2 separate regions of the Sus scrofa genome follow, and region 1 is linked to region 2. Evidence: chromatin contacts called from public HiChIP or PLAC-seq data. All regions are on one chromosome and are shown on one strand. Each heading gives the region's core, a stretch centred on a gene start, on an enhancer-like site or on the middle of the called end of the contact. The rest is flanking DNA. Distances are from core to core; before and after follow the strand shown.

Evidence for each region. HiChIP or PLAC-seq counts read pairs in DNA pulled down with a chosen protein or histone mark.
Region 1: a contact with region 2 is called in an H3K27ac HiChIP or PLAC-seq map of alveolar macrophages. The contact joins two enhancer-like sites. A contact is called at or near these places in 2 of 2 datasets of contacts at active chromatin or transcription factors (alveolar macrophages and skeletal muscle).

The regions. Positions count from the first base shown.
Region 1 is chr13:125,696,734-125,702,312 of Sscrofa11.1, reverse strand. No RefSeq gene overlaps it. Among named protein-coding and RNA genes, the nearest start is that of LPP, 83 kb to the left of the region's middle. Within about 2 kb of position 3,547, at least 10 of the 83 cell types and tissues checked have an H3K27ac peak or open chromatin away from gene starts, as enhancers often do. A contact at or near this core is called in alveolar macrophages, where this site is marked.
Region 2 is chr13:125,525,243-125,530,560 of Sscrofa11.1, reverse strand. No RefSeq gene overlaps it. Among named protein-coding and RNA genes, the nearest start is that of BCL6, 140 kb to the right of the region's middle. Within about 2 kb of position 2,855, at least 26 of the 83 cell types and tissues checked have an H3K27ac peak or open chromatin away from gene starts, as enhancers often do. A contact at or near this core is called in alveolar macrophages, where this site is marked.

The sequences.
Region 1 (5,579 bases), core at 2,298-4,797, 170 kb before region 2:
CGGTTTTTCCACAGCCTGCTGTTCTATGGCAGTCAGTCCCCCAGCCCAACAGGCCAGGTATGAGTACAGATGGGGGCTGCCATTCATAACTCCCTCCCCACCCCTCCACACTCTCTTCCAACCCCTACCTTCCTACGCACAGGCATTGGTGGGCCTTGGCACCCCAAAGACAAATGCTTTGCAAACTTTTCTACCCAAGTTTTCCCAAGGGCAGGGAGGAGTGGAATATGGATGTAGAGCACCAGTCACACCTCCACCCCTGGACCACAACCAGTCCTAGGGGTGTGCATCCTGGGCCCGTGATCTGCTCTGAGGATGAGGGACCAGGGGAGAGATCAGGTAGGGCCTAGAAGCAGGACTTGGGCCACTTGCACAGGCAATTTCAGGGTCCCAGGTATTCAGAGTTTGCTCTGGAAGTTGGGCTGTGGGCTCCAGGTACATATATTCATGGACCTCTGCCCTGTAAGGAAGGCCAGAGCTGGGCTCCCTAAGGCATAGTGCCCAAAGCAATGGGTGGTTGTCTGGTTCTACTGTCATCTGACAGCCCTTGTACTTAGAAAGACTGCCCTTGTCATCAAAACTGATCTGCTCTGGAGTTCCATCATGGCACAGAGGAAATGAACCTGACTAGGAACCATGAGGTTGTGGGTTCAGTCCCTTGTCTTGCTCAGTGGGTTAAGGATCCACCATTGCCGTGAGCTGTGGTGTAGGTTGCAGACATGGCTTGGATCCTGCATTGCTGTGGCTGTCATGTAGGCCGGCAGCTGTAGCTCCAATCAGACCCCTAGCCTAGGAATCTCCATATGCCTTGGGTGTGGCCCTAAAAAGCAAAAAACAAAACAAAACAAAAATAAAAACAAAAAAACCCACAAAAACTGATCTGCTTTGTGTCCCCTTCAGACACAGGCTCTTGGATTACTGAACCTGGAAGTGATTATGGAAGCCAACTAACTCCTTATTTTATTCTTTTTAATTTTTATAATTGTATTTGTTTGTTTGTTTATCTTATTATTGCCATACCTGCAGCATACAGAAGTTCCCAGATTAGGGGTTGAATTGGAGCTGCAGCTGCAAGCCTACACCATAGCCACAGAAATACCAGATCTGAGCCACATCTTCAACCTATGCGGCAGCTTTGCAGCAGCACTGGATCCTTAACCCACTGAGCCAGGCTAGGGATTGAACCCACATCCTCACAGACCTTATGTTGAGTTCTTAAACCACTGAGCCACATTGGGAACTCCTAGCTCCCTATTTTAAAGAAAAGAATATTGAGAGCCTGAGAGGCAATGAACTGGCTCGAGTCCTTTAAAGTGCATTCTAAATACTGTACCAAGTCATCCAAGGATGGGGGTAAAGAGAGAGAGAAGGATATTTCTGATATTATATATTGGTGAGTGCATAGCCAGACCTGTGTCAAATATATCTGCGATTAAAAATTCTTAGAGGGGAGTTCCCGTCGTGGCGCAGTGGTTAACGAATCCGACTAGGAACCATAAGGTTGCAGGTTCGGTCCCTGCCCTTGCTCAGTGGGTTAACGATCTGGCGTTGCCGTGAGCTGTGGTGTAGGTTGCAGACGCGGCTCGGATCCCGCGTTGCTGTGGCTCTGGCGTAGGCCGGTGGCTACAACTCCGATTCAACCCCTAGCCTGGGAACCTCCATATGCCGAGGGAGCGGCACAAGAAATAGCAACAACAATAACAACAACAACAAAAGACAAAAAAAAAAAAAAAAAAAAAAAAAAATTCTTAGAGGCTTGTGGAAGAACAAGGTGTGAGAAATGAAAGGCGAGAGGAAAAAAAAAAAAATCACATCCAACTTCCACTGTCAGAAAAAGTATTTTTTTCCCCTTTGGTTATATTGTCTTCACTCAAATGTGCTATTGCACAGCAGAGATAAAAATTAATAGCTTTGTTTCCTGTGATCTCTTTATCAGCCAAAGTACAGGACCGTGGCTCTCAGTCCTTTTAATGGAAAAACTGAGTTTGTATTATCGGTGATAAGGCTGTGTCAGGCGTTATTTTATTCTCTTATCTCCCTTGTTCAAGGTGAGGTGTTCTAGCCCTGATGGATGAGCAGGGCGACCGTGACTCTGATGTTTCCTGTGCCTTGATCTCACTTTACCTTTGAAGATAACTGTGGCAGGTGAGATGGGACTGGGGCCGGTGGATTCTGAACACAGATCCCAGGAAAGGCTGTGATGGCTGGAGTCCTTGGCATAGGAGGCTGGGACAGGTAGCTTGAGAGCTCTGCAGACTCTGTCACATGGCCCAAGTCACCTACACAGCAGAAGCTTTCACACCTCCTCCAGGAGAGTTTATTCATCAAACACTAACTGGTATTCTCAGATGTTCCCAGCATAGTGTCTGATAGGGAAAGGTGAGTCATGCCAGTTCCTGCAACACTAGGGACGCTCCTGGCGACCAAGGGTTGCAAGTTTAGTTACACGGGAAGGAGGCTTAGTCACATCCTCCTGCCCTGGGTTCCAGAGCCCATCTACCAAGCTGCGCTTCAGCTTCTGTCATGGTGTGTGGTCATTTATTTGTCTGCGTGTCTGCTTCTCCTTTTAGAACGTGTGTTCCTCTGGAGCAGAGACCAGATCTTAGACTGGTCTCCAGTCTGGCTTCAGCGCACGTTGAAATATAGTCAATGTTTGTGTACTGAATTGATATGTGGGCAAATTCATTTATTCATCTGTTCATTCATTCACTCATCATCCAATGTCCATTTGCTGATCTCCATTATGTTACAACTCCCTCTAATACCAGAGGTTTAAAAAAGCAGTGGCTTTGGAGTTCCCGTCATGGCTCAGTGGTTAACAAATCCGACTAGGAACCATGAGGTTGCGGGTTCGATCCCTGGCCTTGTTCAGTGGGTTAAGGATCTGGTGTTGCCGTGAGCTGTGGTATAGGTTGTAGATGCGGCTTGGATCCTGCATTTCTGTGGCTCTTGTTTGGGCCGGCAACTACAGCTCTGATTAGACCCCTAGCCTAGGAATCTCCATATGCCACAGGTGCGGCCCTAGAAAAGGAAAAGAGACAAACAAACAAACAAACAAACAAACAAACAAAAAGAATCAATAGCTTTACTCTGAGTCTCAGCGGTGGCTCATGCAGGAGGAAAAGAAAGTCCTGTCCCAGCCCCCTCGTCACACCCACAGAGACCCCTGGCTTCTCATCCTTTGTCAGCCCCAGTGGTAATTCAGAGCTGGCTGTGGAAAAGACCCCTCAGATACTGAAAAATGAGTTCTGGAAAAAAGTCTTCCCATATACCCTGTCTTCCTTCTTCTATTTAGAACAATGATTTCCTCCCTTTATTATGTTCCTGAGACACTGGAGGAATGGCTTGGCAAGCCATGGAACCAATCCCCAAATTGTCATCCTCTGATGGCATCTACATTTCCCTAGAAGCCCATGTGGAGCCCAAGAAGACTGCATCCTCAGCAGGGGCTTTCTTACGGGGATTTTATGGTTATTGGCTAGAAAGCCAACGAGGCAACGGTCACGGGCTAAAGAGCCAAAGAAAGTCCTCCAGGCTTGCATGACTCAGCCCCAGGAGTGGCTCACTGCATGTTAAAATCAAGGGATGTGCTGAAGCAAGGCAAGGCACAGGAAGCTATCTGAGATAAAAGACATCATCTATCAAAATGCAATTCCAGACTCCTCTTCTAACTCCTGGCGGGAAGGAATTGAAATAATCATGGTCTCTCCTTTGAGCTGGTCAAAGTCACGGAGCCCTGAGGTCCTGGGAGTGTCTTGGCAGGAGTGATCTTGGACAAGTCCTTGACCTGTTCAGTTTTCCAGGCTCTTATCTGTCAAATGAACAGGCTGATTAATTCCCAAGGTGTTTGTAAGCTCTGACAGTGAATTCTATGCTATCCAACTGTTTTATGATTCCTGGATATCCTGAGGTGAATTTCCAGGCATAAAGTCCTTGTCTTATGATTCCCCCAATGTACGTCTGGGTGGCCTGAACCCCCGTCTCTACATGAGGCCCCATATATCCATTAGCAGGATCTGGGAGACCAGCAGAAGAAACCCTTCTCCTCCAGGGCCTGACACTGTGTTAGCAATGACCTCTGTGGAGTTTAAGCTGAATACTGGACCAAGAAGTCGAACATGGGTTAGTGTCTACATCAACTATGACTCACTTAATCCCTTAAGGCTCATCTCTGATGAACCCTCTTTTATGAAGCTTTCCCAGATTCCATCTAGAAGATTCTGTTCCTTCCCTGTTCTCCTCTTAGTTTGCTTATCAGTTTGTGAGGGGTAGGGGCTAGCAGGCAGAGTCACATAGCTTCCCACAGATCCCAGGAGAATTTTGTGCATGGTAGGAGCTCAATAAACATGAATCAGCAACCTGAGGAATTTGCGATCAAGATTTGAATTAGGTAGGGATTTAGATTGACAGGTAGACAAACAAATTTCTATAATCTCCTTGGTGCTGGGTTAATGACTCTCAACCTGGAATCCCTGGAGCCCAGAGGTCTATTTGGGTAGTAATGGGAGTAAGGAGGGAGTAGAGAGAATTACTGGATTGTAATGACAAAGCCCAACTCATGTTGGCTAAAGCAGAAATGGGGCGCTTCTTGGGGGCAGAGCTGGCTTCTGGTTTGACAACCAAGGCCTTGAGCTGTTGTCAGCTTCTATTCTCTGGCTCTAATCTTTACCCCCTTCTGTTCTGGTTCAATGCTTGGGCACACCCTCGTGGTGGCAAAACAGCAGATAGCAACCCCAGGGAAAATGGAAACCCATTTCTTCCCTAACTTTTTCAAAAGTGTGCTGGGCTTATCTCTCAAAGTTTATTGTGAGTTAACAACCCTTGTAGCCAAAGAGGAAGTGGAGTTGGGTTGATTTTGGTTCAAGTCCTTTCCTGGAGCTGGGGAAGTTCTGGGGACTGACGTGGGGGAAGGTGTTTCTAAAGAAAAAAGAAAGGGAAAGGAAGGAAAAGGGGGTGGTGCTGTAACCAGAAGAAAGGAGATTAATACTATGGTAAAATCCATAAATTGGTGTCTTCAAAATATTTTCAGTGTTTCAAAAAGCCTAATAGAAACCCTTGTTTTACTAATGTTGAAGTCATAGATGCTAATTAACACATCAATTTTTTTTTTGCCTTTGACTGAAATTATATCAACTCAGTTTAAAAAGATTAGATCTTTCTTTCTCTCTCTTTTTTGGCTGCACCTGCAGCATGCAGAAATTCCTGGGCTAGGGATCACACTTGTGCCATGGCAGTAATAATGCCAGATCCTTACTCAACTGAGCCACCAGGGAACTCCTGAAAATGTCTTATTGATCAGAAGCACTTTTTTTTTTCCCCCTATCAGAAGCACTTTGCCTCATAAGGAATGGAAAGGAAAATTAATTTCTGGCACATCCCATTTAATAACACAGATTTGTTTTAACTGTAATTACTGTGACTTTTCCCCTTGAAACTTGTATTTGTATCATACATATCATATCATAAATATTTCTATCTGGCGTCCAAGGTTAGTGTATGCTCTTAGCCATTACAAGCCAAATAAAATTGAAGGTGCTCTTTCAGCCAATAATCATTACTGCTTCACCCTACAAGTGGTT
Region 2 (5,318 bases), core at 1,606-4,105:
CCCCTCCATGTGGTCCTTCTGTGTAGGGACTGCCCAGCATGGTAGCTTAAGGACAGTTGGACTGCTTCCTTGGCAACTCAAGACTCCACATGAACAAGAAGGAAAGTGCATCATCACCTTGTACGATGTAGCTTAAGAATTCATACATCGTCACTTACACTGTATTGAAATGACTACCACTGAGTCATAACCCCACTCAGATTCAAAAGACCCCACCTTTTGATGGGAGGTGTGGCAAGTTTCTTGAAGGGCATGTGGTATGGAGAAATTGTTGCAGTCACCTTCAAAAAATGCAATCTGCCAAAGAAAGAGAGCCTGCAACAGTGTCTGCAACAAAAGATTAAGGGTCTCAAACACTGGGAGAAGGGGCAGTTATTTCTGCACTGAGGTTGTTATATACAAAGCACAGTCCCGCATTAACAGATGGGTCCTTTTATGAAGAGACACCAAAAAAATTACCAGCAACGTCCTGTCATGTAACAAAGGAGTGTTTTGAACAAAAACGGGATGGGGGCATTATTAGGGAAGGTCCTGAAATTATATCTGTGCACATCAATGAGCTCGTTGAGATGCTCACAGAAGATGTTTATGGAAGCAAACAGAAAGAGCTCTTTGCTAATGGCCAGATCATAACTTATAAGACCCAACTTCTTATTTGGAACCCTTGGCAAGCTCAGGTTTTCTATATGGCTTAATTATCTTGAATATCCCCATTTTCCTTCTGGCTTAGCTACAGTTGATGCGTTCTGGACAGAAATCAAAAACTCTTTCCCACCCGATTATCCCTCAGTAAGACTATGTTCCAAAAAGAAATATTAATTAATCTATCAGGTTGCTCTTTTATTAATTAACTAATGAACTTTCAAAAGATATTTGACCTTGTGCAGAGTACTATGATATCTCCTGGGGCAAACCAGTCCTGCCCTCAACAGCCAAGAGCCACGCATTCACTAGATAGGGGCTGAGTGAGAGAAGAGGGAGCCAAGTGTGGCCTGAGAATGGAAGCCCAGGCCCAGGTTTCGACTGGTGGATGGAAGGGGCTAAGTGAGATACTGTGTTGAAATCCTGCTGTGTATAGGACCTGGTTTAAACCAGGTGAAGCATTTGGCATGAGGATGGCATTCAGAAAAGTGCACTGGTTTTATTAGGACGTGTGTTTTATTATAATGTAATCCCAACATGAAAGTATGAATAATGACTTCCTGTTTACCAATCACTTTGGTTTTTTTTTTCCATTTTTGTATTTTAAAAAAATGATAGGAATGTAGTTGATTTACAATGTTGTGTTAGTTTCACTTCGATATTTTAAAATCTCATTTAACTATCATAAAAATCTTGTAATTTAGGCCATATAATTATGCCCCCCACCCAAGTTTTACAAATTATGACATTGATATTCTGGGAGGTTAAGTGCCTTACCTGAGGTCTCCTAGTAGATAATTGGCAGAGCTGGGATCTGGAGCCAGGTTACTACCCCAAAGCTACCCATTTCCATCCTACCGAGTGATGTCCTAAATTGCCAAAAGATCTTGTGCAATCATCCATGTCCCGTCCCCCACTCTGGCCTTCGATTCTACATCTGCAAAGTGAGAGGAATTAAATTATGCCTGGCATCCCATCCAGGTCCCAGTGTCTCTGATTAAAAGCGTATGTTCAGGAATGGACCCTGCTTGCTGCCGGGATCCTTGTGCATCTTGAAGCCCAGGCCCAAGGGGCTGGAGCCTGGAGCTGCGCCCAAACACAGCCTGGCTTGGCGTTCAGCACTCTATCTGGCTGCCAAAAGGCCAGAATTCTCTAGAGAATATGAGTCCAATCTGGCCAACTTCTGATGGCCTTAAGTTATCCTCTGACCTCGAACTTCTGATTATCTGAAGTTTATTAAAAAAAAAAAAAGGGCTTAGGAATAGACATTATATCTCTCTGGAGACCCGCTTCCTTTCTTCCTTTAATTACATTCGTTCAACAACAGGGAATGGGAACTAGGCGTCAAGCAGCGTGTCTGTAATCTTTGCTTCTGCTTTTTTTGCAAGTCACATCAAAAGCAGGATTACCAAAAATGTTCCCGGAGTTCCTGTCGTGGCTTAGTGGTAATGAACCCAACTAGTATACATTGAGGACACCGGTTCAATCCCTGGCCTTGAAAAGTGGTTAAAGATCCAGCATTGCCATGAGCTGTGGTGTAGGTCTCAAATGTGTCTCGGATTCTGCGTTGCTGTGGCTGTGGCCAGGCCAGCAGCTGTAGCTCCAATTTGACCCCTAGCTTGGGAACTTCCATATGCTGCGGATGCAGCCCTAAAAAGACAAAAAAAAAAAAAAAGGAGATTCCTTGGCAGGAGGGTTTGTGAAGCCATGTGGCTTCCTCTTGAGAAAGAAAGGAAGACCTAGGTTACATGCATCTTTAAAGTATGAAGATGTGAAATCTATCACATTTGCTAATAACAATGTCTGATATTCAGAGCTGGTCCACTTCAATTACTTTTCTTTTAAATTTTTTCCCCTTTTTGGCTGTGCCTGTGGCATACATAAATTCCTGAGCCAGGGACTGAACCCAAGCCACAGCAGTGACAAAGCCAAATCCTTAACTGCTAGATCACTAGGGAACTCCCAATCGCTTTTAAAAACAGCTTCTTTACTGTCTTGCAAAGGAAATAGGTGAGGAAAATGCTTTCTGTATCTGGCTCCAAGATCAATTGTAAGGCTCAAAGGTAACATTAGATTTAAAGCACAATTCTTTTTCTTCTGCATGATTCCTTCCCCATTTTTGATGGGATGTGAAATGACTCAACGTCACTCAGGAAGCACATTTCTGAGCCATGCTGCAGAGAGTCTTTCTGCATCTTGACCCAGTGTTGCTTCTCCTAGGTCAAGCACCTTGCTTTGGATCTCAGCCATCATCTGGTTTCATTCTGTAGAGACTCAGGTGAAAGATCCTCCTGCCCCCAGGAAAAGGGCCTTTCTCTGCCACTATCCCAGGGCTCTGCATAAGCTGAGGCTGAGGGCCACTCTCTTCTAGCCTCTCTGCCTTCTAAGTTAAGGAGCTGGTTTTGGTTTCATTTCTACTAGAGTGAGGAAAAAAAAGGAGCTGATTTGATCCTTGCTCCACTCCCAGGGCAGAGATCGCTCAGACTTCTCTCCCACAGCCCTCTGTGTGCTGCCAACAGTCCCACAGGCATAAAGAAGAGGGCAATTGCGAGAGTCTGGGGACAGCAGTTTCACAATTCACCACAAGGCTCCAGGGCAGCTTGGAAGAGATGGTTGTAGCCATGTGGGGCAGTAGGTAGAATGCTGGCCTAGACTCCAGTTACTACTCTGCCACTGAAGCACTGTGTGACCTTAGGCACGTTACTGAACCTCTGTAGGCCTCTTTTTCCTCAAGTGTCAAACTAGGAAATCAGATGCTTTATAGAGTAGAAAATTTTCAGATTTGAAAAGTACTTTGGGTATCATCTAGCTCATCCTGTTTAGTTTGTACACTTGGAAACTGAGGACTAGAGAAGGGGAGTAACTTACTAATGACAGGTAAATAACAGGGTAATTTCTAGAAGACAAGACTTCATGTTGCAGTGCTGCTTTGTCTTCTGGATAATTTCCAAGGTTCTCCCCAGCTCCATGAGTCTATACTTTAAAGGCACAGTCCCTTATCAGCTCTGGCTGTCGTCTTTGGGCTTGGTATTGTGTTGGTCACCGCGTGCTTCCTTTGGAACTCTTGGTGACACTGCTTCTGTCCAGATACTTTCCCCATTACAGGATTCTTCAATTTCGTGTAAGGCTGGGCAAATGATCTGCTTAGCCACACCTCTGGCAGTCCTGTTGTAATGCTTATAATGGTCTAGGCTCATTTCAGACAGAAAATTCAGACAGGGTGTTGGGCAAGAGCAGGGTCAGCTTGGTGACTTGGCCTCGTGTATAGACAGAGACATTGCAGTAACTGCCAAGAGACCTATGTCCAGCTTGGCCCCTGAGTCACTTAGTGACCTTGAACAAGCCACATTTCCCTTCCAAGCCTCAATATCTCCATATTTAAAACTTGTTGATTGAAGTAGATAATTCCTAAGGTACCTTCCAGCTCTGCTATTCCATAGCAGAAACTTGCCCAAACTTTTAATTCCTTAGGGGATCTTGCTTAGAAACTAAGAGAATGATCTTCATCACAGGAAGTCTGAGAATGCTTGCAGGATAATAAAATAAGTATTAGGCAAAAAAATAAGAATTTTATGTAGCCCTTTGCTTTTGGATCATATTTTCTAATGTCTATATCAAATAATTGCGTCATAACCATGTTTCAATTTTCATATGAAGAGAGGAAGAAGGAGAAATAGAAGTAACAATTGCTATAGAAATTAGCCAAGCTTTATCAAAATACGATCTCATTTGGTAGGACATAACTGGATCCTCAGCTTCATAGATGTAGATTCTGCCTTCAGCACTCATATCTACCAGGGAGCTCCAGCATAGAGATAAGGGAGCCAAATACAAAGGATGAGATTTTAAAGCCTGTATAAAGGACAGAGGGGAGAGAGATCACTTACTGTTTAGGGGTATCAGAAAAGTCTTCATGGAAACATTTGCATTTGATTTTGGCTTGGGGAAATAAATAGTCAATGAGAAGCACGAGGAGGCCAATCAGAGGAAATACTATGAACAAAGGCAGAAGCAGGGAAAGCATGTGAAGTCTGGTGACCCGTGAATTGGTAGTTTGTTTGGCTAGGGCACAAAACTGTGATATTATTAGTCAGAAAGAAGACTAATTGAATTCATGTGTTATACCTCCCTGGCTAACACATAAGTTATGTTAGGGCAAAAATATTTGTTCAATTCATTTTTGTAACCCTATCAAAGATGACACATAATCATTTCTCAAAATTCATTTAATGAATAAAATAAATTATATTATGTGGTAATTTTTCCTGCAAACCATCCATGCACTGTGTAAACATAAGTCAATTTTAACATGATACTTATCGTGTTGACTGTTGCGGATTTGAAGTGCCATCCCTCAGCCCTTTGAACGTAGATAGGTGATTTCATCTGGGGAAGGAGGTTGTGTCATATTCATCTGCTTCTAGCAGTTCAAATGTGATATGTACAAGAGGCTGAATTCAGCAACTCTGATGCAGAAATAAGCCCAACAACCATAGTCCCTTGGATAGCCTATGGGGCCAGTTCTAGGAGCAATAGAACAAAGAAGACCCTAGAAAACATCCATGGGTTATAACAAACGAAATCTAAGGTAATGGGTTGGTAAGTGTTCAGTGAGTTCGTATCACTTAGCAGTGTAGTATCTAGAGTGTTGCAGAAAGGATGAAAACAAATATGGA